2 separate regions of the Rattus norvegicus genome follow, and region 1 is linked to region 2. Evidence: chromatin contacts called from public Hi-C data. All regions are on one chromosome and are shown on one strand. The core of a region is the stretch at or near the end of the contact, and the rest is flanking DNA. Distances in the headings are between cores, read along the strand shown. Region 1 holds the start of Phf24 (PHD finger protein 24). Region 2 has its middle 15 kb from the start of Spata31f3.

Region 1 (5,658 bases), core at 196-2,695, 36 kb after region 2:
GGTATTCTTTTTCCTCATTTAAAGAAGGAGTGAAGCATTCACATTTTGATCATCCGTCTTGAGTTTCGTTTGTTCTAGGGGGTCCAGTGTGATTCTAATAGTAAGTACATCGGACCCCATAGGAAACTCGGTCTGCTCTCCATTACTAGTTTCACGGGGGTGGGGGGGGGCAGGGTAATGGTGGCCCTTGTTAACACCAATGGCAGTTTGGGTTCTGTTATCAGAGCACCTGGACTTCAGTCTCAGCTCCATGACATAGGAGCTTGCTACTTTAGGCAAGCTGTTTAACCTCTGTGCCTCAGAGCAACTCCTCCAACCATTGTGGAAGCTCATGCCTGGAAGCCAGCAGCACTCCGGGAGGCCAAGGCAGGAGGGCTGCCTGGAGTTTGAGGCCAACCTGATCTCCCCAGTCAATTACTGACCAGCTGCAGCTACACAACGAGTGACATTTAAGCTCTTTAAAATAGTACCTTTATACTTGGCATTTTTAATATTACTTTCTTGATAATAATATATAGTTCTAATTTTACCTAAATTCTGCTTAAAGGACAAAGTATCTCCTATAACACCTGGAAGGGGGGATACTAGATGCTCAAAAAATAATGTGACTTGTGTTTGACAGACACAAAATAGATGTACAAGAAAATGAAAGTGCCTTTAAAGAGGGATCTGTGTATATGTACACATCGTTACTTTCCTACAATTAGTTGTAGATATGTTGTGACTTGGTCTTTTTCTTGCCCTCTTCAAAGCCTGGAGTTTGTTGCAATGCGCGTTATAGTTCTCAGAAACACTGGCCGCCTGACAAGCTATCTGTTTGGCTAGTCTGAAGGCTGAGGTTGCTGCAGCAAAAAGTGGGTTACACGACAGTACAGCTCTGCTGCTGGAGATGGAGGACCAATAGCCTCTGACAAAGCTGCACAAGGCGGAATGGAGCAGTCAAGGTCTTTGTGAAGGTTCCTCTGGCCACTCCCGAACCCAGTGGGAACCTGAAGGTAAGTGCCCCACCGTGAGCCCTGAGACCTGGGTGGTGCGACAGAGTCGGCTGGCTGAGTTCTTCCCACCCCGGGCAGGTGCTGATCGCAGCATCCACACAGACCCCGCTCTGCCTTGGGTGTATGCGGGTGGGCCAGTCCCCGCAGCCCCTGCAGCGCCAACCGGGTCCAGCTCCCGGGGCGCGCTGACCTTGCCGCGGGCGGCCGGGCTGGCGCAGTCCCCGCGCCGCATTGCCGGCTGCTCGTGCGGGCGCCCCCTGGCACTGGGACCTCCCGCTACTCCGCCGCCGCCGCGCGCCCGCGCTCCCACCGCGCCCCACGCCCGCGGCCGAGCGGGCTGCGCGGGCCGTGCCTGAGGCTCCGGAGGGTGGGGCGGCGCGCGCCCACGGGCCGGCCGAGGGCGCCTCGCGCGGGTGCACGCGCAGCGGGTGGGCGTGCTCAGGGCGCGCGCCGCTGCCGCCGCCTCAGCCTGTCGCGCCGCCCGCGCCGCCCGCTCCCGGTGCTCGGCCCAGCACGTCGGCTCCGGAGCGGCCGTGGGCAGCGCGGGCCCGCGGCGTAGAGTCCGCCGGCCTCGGATCCGCGTCCCGCACGCGGACTGTCCCGGTAAGCGAGGGCGGGGGCGGTGGGACCCCGCCGTCACCCTGAGGGGCGGGTCTGCGGTCCCGGATTCGGATGCTGGTGTGGGAGCCGCCCCCACGGGCCCCTGTGCAAGTGGACGCACCCCAGTGACCGCTGCCTCTACACGGGAGAGAGTCCGTGGGACGTGAAGGGAGACGCCCAGTGCGCTCTGCACTTTCTGCCTTGCACAGCCCCAGTGTGGAGGCACCCTCCCCAGGCCCCCAGGGAGGCCTTCTGTGTAAGTAGAGAGGCATTAGGGTAGTCTCTGGACTTGGCTCCATGGGAGAACATCTGGGAACCTCAGGGACTTTCCCAGTGGTGTTGGTGAACCCCAGGTAATTTCATCCTGTGCCCCAGAGATGCCCAGAAAGAACCTTTGGCTGGAGAAATGGGATCCATTTGTGGCATCATAGCTCCAAGGACTTAGGCACTGACCTCCTGAGGGATTCAGTGTGCCCTCACTTGTCCCCCTCAACATAATGGAAAGGAGTGGGGACTCTATGGGGCCGTGGCCTTTTTTCATTCCAGTTCTCACTCTGCCCCCATTAGAATGTCTCTTCCGAATGATAGCCCAGTTGGCTTCAAGCTGGACTTTTGGGGAGACTGGAACTGCTTGTAAGAGCACAGAGTCTAAGGGATACCAAGACCAGTGAGGCCTCCGAACCAAAGATCTCTGACCCTGCGAGCTCGACTCTCCAGAAACAGTATACCAAGTGTCTGGAGGAAGGAATAGGGGGGAGGGAAGCATTCTTGAGAACTAGTGTGCCAGGCACTGTGCTAGATATGTTTAAACACCTTACATAATACTTAACAACAGCTTCGTAAAATTACCCCATTTAAACATTAGGTATTTGTGACGCACGCAGGCTTTGCCCGAGATCACAAATGAAGCCTGTTCTTCACATTTAAGTCAGAGAAAAGTATTAAACAGGGAAAGAAGGAAGAGTGGATGTCTGTTAATAAGTTGTGTGGACGTGTCAGGCATGGAGCTTTGGAGTATGCTCAGAAAGGGATGCTTAAAGAGAGGAGGACGGTTTAACAGAACATTCGACCATTGGAGCAGCTGTCCACTGAATCCCGGGATCTCAACTCGTGGCTTCCGTTGCTGGTAGCACTACTGTAATGGTGTGGTGGTCTTTGTCAGGGGTTGCTTGGGAGAACTCAAGGGGCCACCTTCCCTGCTGCAGGACCTTGGGGGATGAAGAAAAGGAGACAGTCACTCCCTTGTGGCCCTGTATGTGCACCAGTAATCCGCAAACACCCCAGGACACTGCTGAACAGTTCTGTATGAGAAACAGGAGAGGGGAGAGAGGATGGAGGCCAAGGAAGGCTCACTGGGAATCTGTTGTCCAGGAGAGAAAGCCTGAACTTGATCCAGTAATGCCCCTTGTCTCACCCCAACACTTTCATTCCAGCTGAGTCCTAAGGGTATAACTTAGAGCCCAAAGATAGATTCTTGCTTCTTATCCAAAGAGCGAGTGTGAAGAGGCCAAGCCATGCAATTTACCACAGAGCCATTCTGGACTGTTTCTGTCCATCTTCATCCTCTTCTGCACAACCAAACCTAGCATCCTCCTTTAACAAAACTATCCTCCTAGAGCTGGGCTCTGACGACAAAGAGCCAATCAGAGCATAGGTCCATCAAATATATATATATATATACATATATATATATATATATATGCATGCTTGGTCCTGGTTTTCTTTGAAAACATATATACCTACTTCAGAGACCGAGACAAGAGGCTTGCCACAAGTTGAAAGGAAGGCCAGCCTGGGCTATGAGAGAGACTGTCTCAGAAAAACAGAGCCAAATGAAGAAACCAGAAAACACTGTGTTTCTGCAATGGCTGTGGTAATATATGGCTAGTACCCTGGCATGTGGGAGGTAGAGGTAGGAGAATCACAAGTTCAAGGCCAGCCTGGGCTGTATAGAAAGTTCTTGGCATTGTCCCAAAAACAGAAGATAAAAAGAAGTGTTTCTTTGGGTGTCTGGGATTACACAGTGAGAAGAAAGAGGAAGCTACCAAGGAAACCGAATAACCTATCTGACCCATTGTTAGTTGGTCTTTTATCTTCCTTAAGTACCTGGCTTCTTTAAGGTTCAGATAGATGTAGTACTTCATGCACAGCTCCACAAGCAAATCTGACAGAGGCGCGTATTGGTTATCATCTGATATAAAGTTATTTATGATCCTCTTTCAACTTAAACCCCTCTCATTAGTTCAGCAGGGATATATATATATTATATTATATATATTATAGTGATATAAATAATATATAATATATAAATAATATTGTTTTAAGAGAGAAAACCAAGACCAAGCCTGCAAATATGGTGGTATTCGTCCTAATTCAGACATATCTTTTTGTTTAGGCTTGGTTTGTTTTTTTCAAGACAGGGTTTCTCTGTGTGGCCCTGGCTGTCCTGGAACTCGCTCTGTTGACCAGACTGGCCTGAACTCAGAGATCTGCTTATCTCTGTCTCCTAAGTGCTGGGCCAAAAGGCATATTTCCCGTTGGAGTATTTTGTTGTTATTATTATTATTGTTATTGTTGTTGTTATTATATTATTTTTTTCATTGAGGACTCTGAGAACCACACTCCCTGGTAACTTGGGGAAATCCCTTTATTGGTCTAAGTTCTCCCCAGAACCTGGATCCTCGGTTCCACCTCCTGATGTCTAGCATTGAGTGAACATTAAATTTCGAAACTTGTCAGAACAGTGCCTAAGCATAGTGTTTCTGGGTGGCCTTAATCTCATAAACACTTGAGTGCACACCAATAGGCATGTATGCCTTTCCAGCCTTGGATCTTCCATAGATTCTCTGACCATGCTGCAGCCATTTTTTTCTTCCAACACTACCCATGTATATTTTGAAATGTTTCCTTTTCTTGGGACATGGATAATCAAACCTCCCCACATGCATTTTCCATGGCTCCATGTTTGCTCCCATCACACCTGTTCCTAAGTAGATCATATTCACGCTACCGGTCTCCCGTCTCTTCAGCTACAGTACCTGTTGCCTTTCCGCACCACAGGCCTGTCTAGCAATGCTTCCTCATTCCCCGGATTTAGGGATTCGTATTTGACGGGGACATCATTATCTACTCCATCTTTCGGTCTTAACCCCTAAGTTCTGGTTGGAATCGTTCTACCAGCTTGGGACTAAGACGCATGGGCTAGTGGTGTCCAGCTGGAGACAGGACTATTGGCTGCATTATAGCATCGTTCCGTTCTCCACCCACCTCCGAGCAACCCTCTCAGGGGTGGGCACACACTCTAGGTGCTGCTGACCTGCCAGCACTGTGCTCTGTAAGCAGGAGGGGTCTCACCCTCGAGGAGTTTGCACAGAATCAGTCTGCATTTCGTCACTCAATCAATATCAAGGGCAGGGAAAGTATGAGGGGAAGTGCAGTGTGACAGGCTATCGATGGTGGTCAGTGGGAGTGTGCCGTTTCCGGTGTCACACACCGACGACTAACTGCTAAGCTAGGCTACTTTCAGGCAGCCACAGTCCAACCCCTGGTAAAGTTACCCTTGCCCATACGTGCCGAGGAAACTGGTCACATGCACTCTTGCCTCCCTGTGCAAGTCATCTACGTGGACAGAGGCATTATATTACGAGTTGCAGAGCCCTTTACATGTTATGATCTCTGACGGAGACTGTTTCCTGTTGCTATGGTCTTCTCTCTGAGACACTAGTGAGGCCGCAGCCTTGCCCTCTTTTTCTTGTTTCTGTTTGTTCTTCAAGCTTATGTCTCCCATAGACAAAGCTCCAGTGATTAACAGTCTCTTCCTGACAGGCCTTAGGTTGTGGGAGAGTTCCATGTTGGAGAGCCGTGAAAGGTCATCTCTGGGATTTACCAGGATTGTCTCTGATCATCCTGGCCAAACTCCCTTCCCTGCCCCTCACTTCCCTGAATGCAAAGGAACATTCTCTTTTAAACAAATATTCTAGGCATACTACATCAAACCGGCTCTTTGAACTGATGCTAATTCATGTGCGAGTGCAGATCTCCTTGCCTATTTCCATCCAGCACC
Region 2 (5,990 bases), core at 2,066-4,565:
GTGGTGGTGGTGATGGTGGTGGTGGTGGCGGCGGCGGCGGCGGCGGCGGCGGCGGCGGCGGCGGCGGCGGTGGTGGTGGCGGCGTGCATGTGTGGGTGAGTGTATGGGTGCATGCATACATGTGTGCCTGTGTGTGCGTGTATGTGTGTTCATGTATCTAAATACAGCCTGCTCAGTCTGTATAATATTACTCGTGCATACAAGATTTCAGGGCTGAGCCCTTGGTATAAGATAAACTGGTGCTCTTGCCTGGGAAAGATGACCCCCCTCAGCACCCCTTAGTTGCCTGTAGTTCTCTGTCTACTGTTGCAGCTCCGTGAACTTCCATTTTAGCATCTTACTCAGGGCTTGTTCAGGCAGTCTCCGTGGGGTAGCTTCTCTGACCTTTCTAGGAGACACACTTACATCACTTCCTGTTCCTCTGTCTCCTACAATCTTTCTGCTCCCTCTGCTATGATCCCTGGACCTTAGATGCGGGAGCTGTGCCGGAGGTGGACTAGCTGGGACTGGATAGCACATGCTCCCTGTTCTCTCTGTTTTGATCACTGTGGCTCTCTGTAATGGCCTCTGTCTGTTGCAAGAAGACATTTCTTTAATTAGGGGTGAGACATATATATCTGTAAATATAAGACTAAGGATTTACAGTGTAAGTTAAAATTATGCTGGTGTTATGTTCTGACCCCCATGAAAAGATCATAGACTCAATCCAATTAGAATGAAATGATTTATTGATTATTGCTAGCAGGACAACAATCTCTGGCCAAATGAGATTGTTATGAGGAAAGGTGGGGGGGGGGGGTGAAGGAAGTGTTATTTTTCTGTTTGTTGTTTTTTTTTTTTTTTTTTTTTTGGTTGGTTGGTTTTGGTTTTTTATAAGACAGGGCTTCTGTGTGTAGCCTTTACTGTCCTGGAACTCACTTTGTAGACCAGGCTGGCCTCATACTCAGAGATCCTCCTGCCTCTACTTCTCGAATGCTGGAACTAAAAGCCTCTGCCACCACACCCAGCAAGGGAAGAATTTTTAAAGGCGAAATCCACACAACACCTTGAGTGTCTGTGCGAGCAAGCTAAGTGCTGGGTTGCTTTACCAAGACCAGATAGCCAAGGTGACATGGATGCCTGCAGAAGCAGGTCCCAGAGGCCTAAAGGCAGTTTGTTAGGACAAGTAGATGGTCATGGCTGAACCTTTCTGGGCTGCAGGGAGGGAGGCTCTTAGTCAGAGCTGCTGGGAACTTACCTTCCACGGACTAAAGCCAGGGACAAATGGTTAGTGGGTACCAAGATGGATGCCTCGAATAAACTGGAGGGGTTTTAGTCATCACACTGCTTCACTATAGTGATGGTTGTCGGTTCTTCTCAAAGACTTCATTAGCCCCAGGGAGTTGGCTAGGTTTCTCTTATTGAGATGGTCGTAAGTCCAACTGGAGCAAGACTTAAGTCCGGTTAGAGAACTGCTGGATACGGCCAAGGTGTGCATGCCACTACTATACTCTTGGGGTGTTAGATTTTGAGAGGAAGGAGAGGGGCATTTTCATAGAATCTGAAAATAGAGAACCAAAGAAAAGACCAAAGACCTGCCGTATCCTACAGGGGCACACCTGGTTCTTCTGACCAACTATGCACCTCAGGTGCTAACCGAGACGCCTGTGCGTCCAGCCCAATGATAGTAGCACCTGAGAGAGACACCTTCGTGCTTCTGACTTGATTTTAAGTTCATCAATCCCTTTCTGTAAATGGACCTACAAGAAGAGAGCGCCCTGACCACCAGGGGGCAGCATGCCGGGTCCCTGGAGGTGAACCACCAGGGGACAGCCTGCGGGTCCCGGGAGGTGGAGCTCGTTTCCCACTGTAAACTCGGACATTAGCATTCTGGTGTATTCTTCTATCTTATTTCAATTTAATTTCAACGCAACCCCCCCCCCCCGAAAAAAAAAAAAAACCAAACACTTGGCTCAAAACCCCTTAACAAAACCAGAGCCTCCAGGGTGCCAAGCAGAGGTATGCTGACTCCTGCTTCTCCCCACTAACTGCCCCTCCCAATTCTCGCCCTGCTGGCCAGATACAGAGGCAGAGGGAGAATTCTGAGCACCAGGCTTCTGTGATGAACGCCCAACTTTCTAACAGAGGAAATGTTTCTCCTCTAAGCTGATCTCTTCTTAGTTTTCTCCCTCGGAGATGAAAGCGCTACCCACCAAAGCTTACTGACTACAGTATTCTGGAGGACGCACACCAAACCCGTCCTGCTAACAGAAAAATCCCGGGTGGGCCACGGTAGCACAGACCTTTAATCCCAGCATTTGGGCATTCAAAGTCGGCCTAATCTATGTAGCAAGCTCCAGTTCAACCAAAGCTACAAAGCCCTTGCCTCAAAACAAACAACACACAGGTAAACAGATAAGTCAAAAGTCACATATTTTGAAACAGGGGGCATAACTCAGTACTTGCCTTGCAAGCATGAGGATCTAAATTTGGTCTTCAAAATTGGTTAATTTAAAAAAAAAAAAAAAACTCGGGGCTGGGGATTTAGCTCAGTGGTAGAGCGCTTACCTAGGAAGCGCAAGGCCCTGGGTTCGGTCCCCAGCTCCGAAAAAAAGAACCAAAAAAAAAAAAACTCAGGTGTGATGACATGCTCCTCACATTCTGATCTTCGGACAATGGAGACAGGGGCAACCTTGGCATTCGCTATCCAGCCAGCCCGCTTGGTAATTTCCAGACTAGGGAGTCTTTTCAATGAATGATGCATTAGGAATGCTACCTCAGGTGGTCCTCCAACCTCCCTAAGCACGGACACGGTGTACCTACAGACAGAGTGAGTTCATGGTGTCTGAATAAGGAATTACCAGGCATCCATCCATGCAGTAGTAATCCAAGCATGTGAGGCGTGCCTGGTAGATGGGTTGCTACGTAGATCTCCTATAAAAATAGAGAGATTGTTTGGGCTGAAGTAATCTGGGAATGCCTCCCAGATAAGGGTGTTTAACTAGTGGTTGGACGAGAGAGTTTTGTTTGTTTGTTTATTTGTTTGTTTGTTTGTTTCTGAGTGATCTGAACGAATGGGGGAGTGGTGTGACCTGTTAAAATCTCTTCGGGGCTGTGTGGGGCTAACAAGGGGATTCCAGAGCTCTGAGTGTGTTTTATTTTGTACACAGCTAATCTGAATTCAGTGAATTTGGAATTTCACTTTGTCTTTGTGTAGAAAATGAGGCTGTGGGTGTCTCCCTGTGAGTGTATTTTTTTCTGCTCCACATGAACAGGATCTGTGGAGCCCGGTCTCCTGAACCAGGCCATATGTGTTTCTAGGTATAGACATCTGTGTGGGTGCATTTCTCCACAGAAAGTTTTGGTCTTTGTGGGTGTGTGCACATGCAGCCCTAGGAGGATGACGAGGAAAGAGAAAGGGGCTTGAGGGAAAGAAAAGGACTGAGAGTTTGTGGAGGGGAGTGTCTGCTTGGAAACCTGTGGAGCCCCACACATTACACTTTATGTAATCAATAACTGAGTCTGCCGTGTGGCCTTCTGATTGGTAGATTCCTGGCACTCACCGGACAGCCAGCCTAACCCAGGTAGCAAGTCCCTGGCCAGTGAGAGACCCTGTGTCAAGTAAAAGATATTGAAATCTAAAAAAGGCAGCAAGCACCTGAGTGAGGAGCCCGTGTTTGTCCTCATACATACAGACAAACATACATGTGCACCCACACAGTGGACATAAGCCCATAGTGTTTCCACCAAATAAATACATAAGTAGCTTTCATTAGCTAGTCCAGTTTTTACTCCTTTTAAAACCTTGTGTATGGTCAATACACTGTCAGTCCAAATAAGTGAATATGTTTGGAGTCTAAAGGAGAGGAAAGAGTGGCCAGACTGGTCACGTTTCTTCTTGTGGACAAGCACGCAGTTGCATAGGGGTCTCTAATCTACAGTCGTGAGCTGAGGAGAAACAGATTCAGTTCAAAGCCAAAGTAAGAAGTATGAGGCCAAGTCTCTAAAAATTTACCTTTCCTTACAAAAATAACGACACACACAAGATTTTGCGCCTTATCAATGAATAATTTCCCATGGCCCAAAGTCCCTAATTTTTCTAACTTAATTTTCTGAGTTAAGTAAATCATCCCTTCTTCCATAACGCCCTCTAAATTAAAAAAAAAATTCCTAATTTATGTATTGATCTAAATGCAGTGGCGGTCTTGAGCATCTTTTTGAAGGAGTATAAATTCTATGAAATTGTTGTAATTCTGGAAATCATAAGCATGGTGACTTTCATACTGGGTCATAGCTCACGTAGACTGCCTGAGTGTATGAGACCCTGGGTTTGTTTCACAGCAGAACAAGAAAACTAAACCAAACCATAACCGTCATTTTCAGACCCTAACTAACCCTAAGAGTTGAAATAAATTATAGATAAGATTTGGATGCATGGAGTCTCCCAAGAATCATTCAAAACACTGCTCGTTAAATATAGTTCTGATTTACAGATTTTTTTTCTTAAAAGAGCAATACCTGTGCGGATGTATTAGAGGATTATCTGCTATCCAAAAATCTGTTAATATAGCACAGAATGCACACTTATGAAACGAACAAGCTAATTAGCTTGTGTCTTCTGTTTTCTGGTTTCTCTTTGCCCTGTCTAGAAAAAGAAAGTTGCTTATTTTAATTAAGATAATAATATAATTGATTGACTATATAAGATGCAATCATAAAGAAATATGAAAATAAAACCACGCCTGGGCAGCATAGCTGGTTGCGGGGGTGGGAGGGGTGGGGAGTTCCGGTCACCTGACCCAGAGGGCGGAGCGAGTGCATGAGAGTCAGCCTTGCCTCTTGTCTGCTATGGAGTGACTCTAGCTCTCTTTCCCTTCATTCCCTAGTGCCTCACACTTATGGCAGATGGGAGAGCTGGCCCCGGATCATAAGATTAGGAGAACTGGCCATGTCCTTCGGTGGCTGCACACTCGGGAGAGCAGGCCCCTGCACTTCGCATGAGCAATGGGATAGATGGGATAGAGCCGGCCAGGGTTGTGGATGGGGTGGGGGGACGTTGCTGATGAACCAGCCCTAGGGTGCAAGAGTAGGAATGCAGGCGGGCTAACCAGCTCAGACACCTCTCCGGCCCAGATCCAGGGCTTCGATTTAAGCCACCGCAACATCTACCCCTCCGATGAACTGCTGAAGTGCATGAAGCAGCCAATCCTACAGATCCAAAACTACAGGATCGCCATGACACAGGGCAACAACAGGGTATCTGAGAGGAGTCCCCGTGAGGATCCAGTATTGATAGCGTAGCAGAAGCCGGAGGGGTCTGACCAAAGTAAGACGTCATTGCAATGAGCGTTTGCTAGCAAAGAAGTTTAGACAAAAGGGTGTACTCTGGGACACTACATACTATAGCTCGCACGACGAGATTATTTTTTTTCTCTGTTGGGGTGAGGTTGCAAGGGTGGGAGGCAAGTATGAGGGAAGAGGAAGATGAGTGGGATTGGGGTGCATGATGGGAAACTCTCAAAGAATCAATAAAAAGTTAAACTAAACTAAATACTGTGAAACAAGAATACTGTGAAAGGGCTAGAGCTATGGTTGCTCTTCCAGAGGACCCTGCTTTGGTTCCCAGCACCCACATGGCAGCTCACAATCAACTATAACTACAGTTCAAGGGGACCAATGGCCTCTTTAGGAACAGGGCATGCACACGGTGAACAGACATACAAGCAAGCAAAACGCCCATATACATAAAACAAACATCCTTTAAAAAAAAAAAAAGAGGGGGTTGGGGATTTAGCTCAGTGGTAGAGCGCTTGCCTAGCAAGCACAAGGCCCTAGGTTCGGTCCCCAGCTCTGAAAAAAAAAAAAAAAGAATTCCATAAAATTATTTCTCCCTGTCATTCTGTCATCTTCATTATCCAGGAAATGTTGGGGATTATTAGTGGAATCTTAAAATTAAACTTTGCATACTTTATATTTCAGAAACACTTGGATTTTTACAGCTTAATACAGTG

Evidence for each region. A called contact is a pair of places that touch in the nucleus more often than the background predicts.
Region 1: a Hi-C map of frontal cortex shows a contact between it and region 2, with 2.8 times the contacts expected there. The contact joins the promoter of Phf24 here to the enhancer-like site in region 2. A contact is called at or near these places in 2 of 12 Hi-C or Micro-C datasets (the A7r5 cell line and frontal cortex).

What each region holds. Positions count from the first base shown.
Region 1 is chr5:61,938,471-61,944,128 of GRCr8, forward strand. It overlaps Phf24 (PHD finger protein 24), which reads left to right and starts at 1,446. Exons shown (of 8, transcript NM_001398835.1): 1 at 1,446-1,598.
Region 2 is chr5:61,900,551-61,906,540 of GRCr8, forward strand. No RefSeq gene overlaps it. Among named protein-coding and RNA genes, the nearest start is that of Spata31f3, 15 kb to the left of the region's middle. Within about 2 kb of position 3,316, at least 4 of the 93 cell types and tissues checked have an H3K27ac peak or open chromatin away from gene starts, as enhancers often do.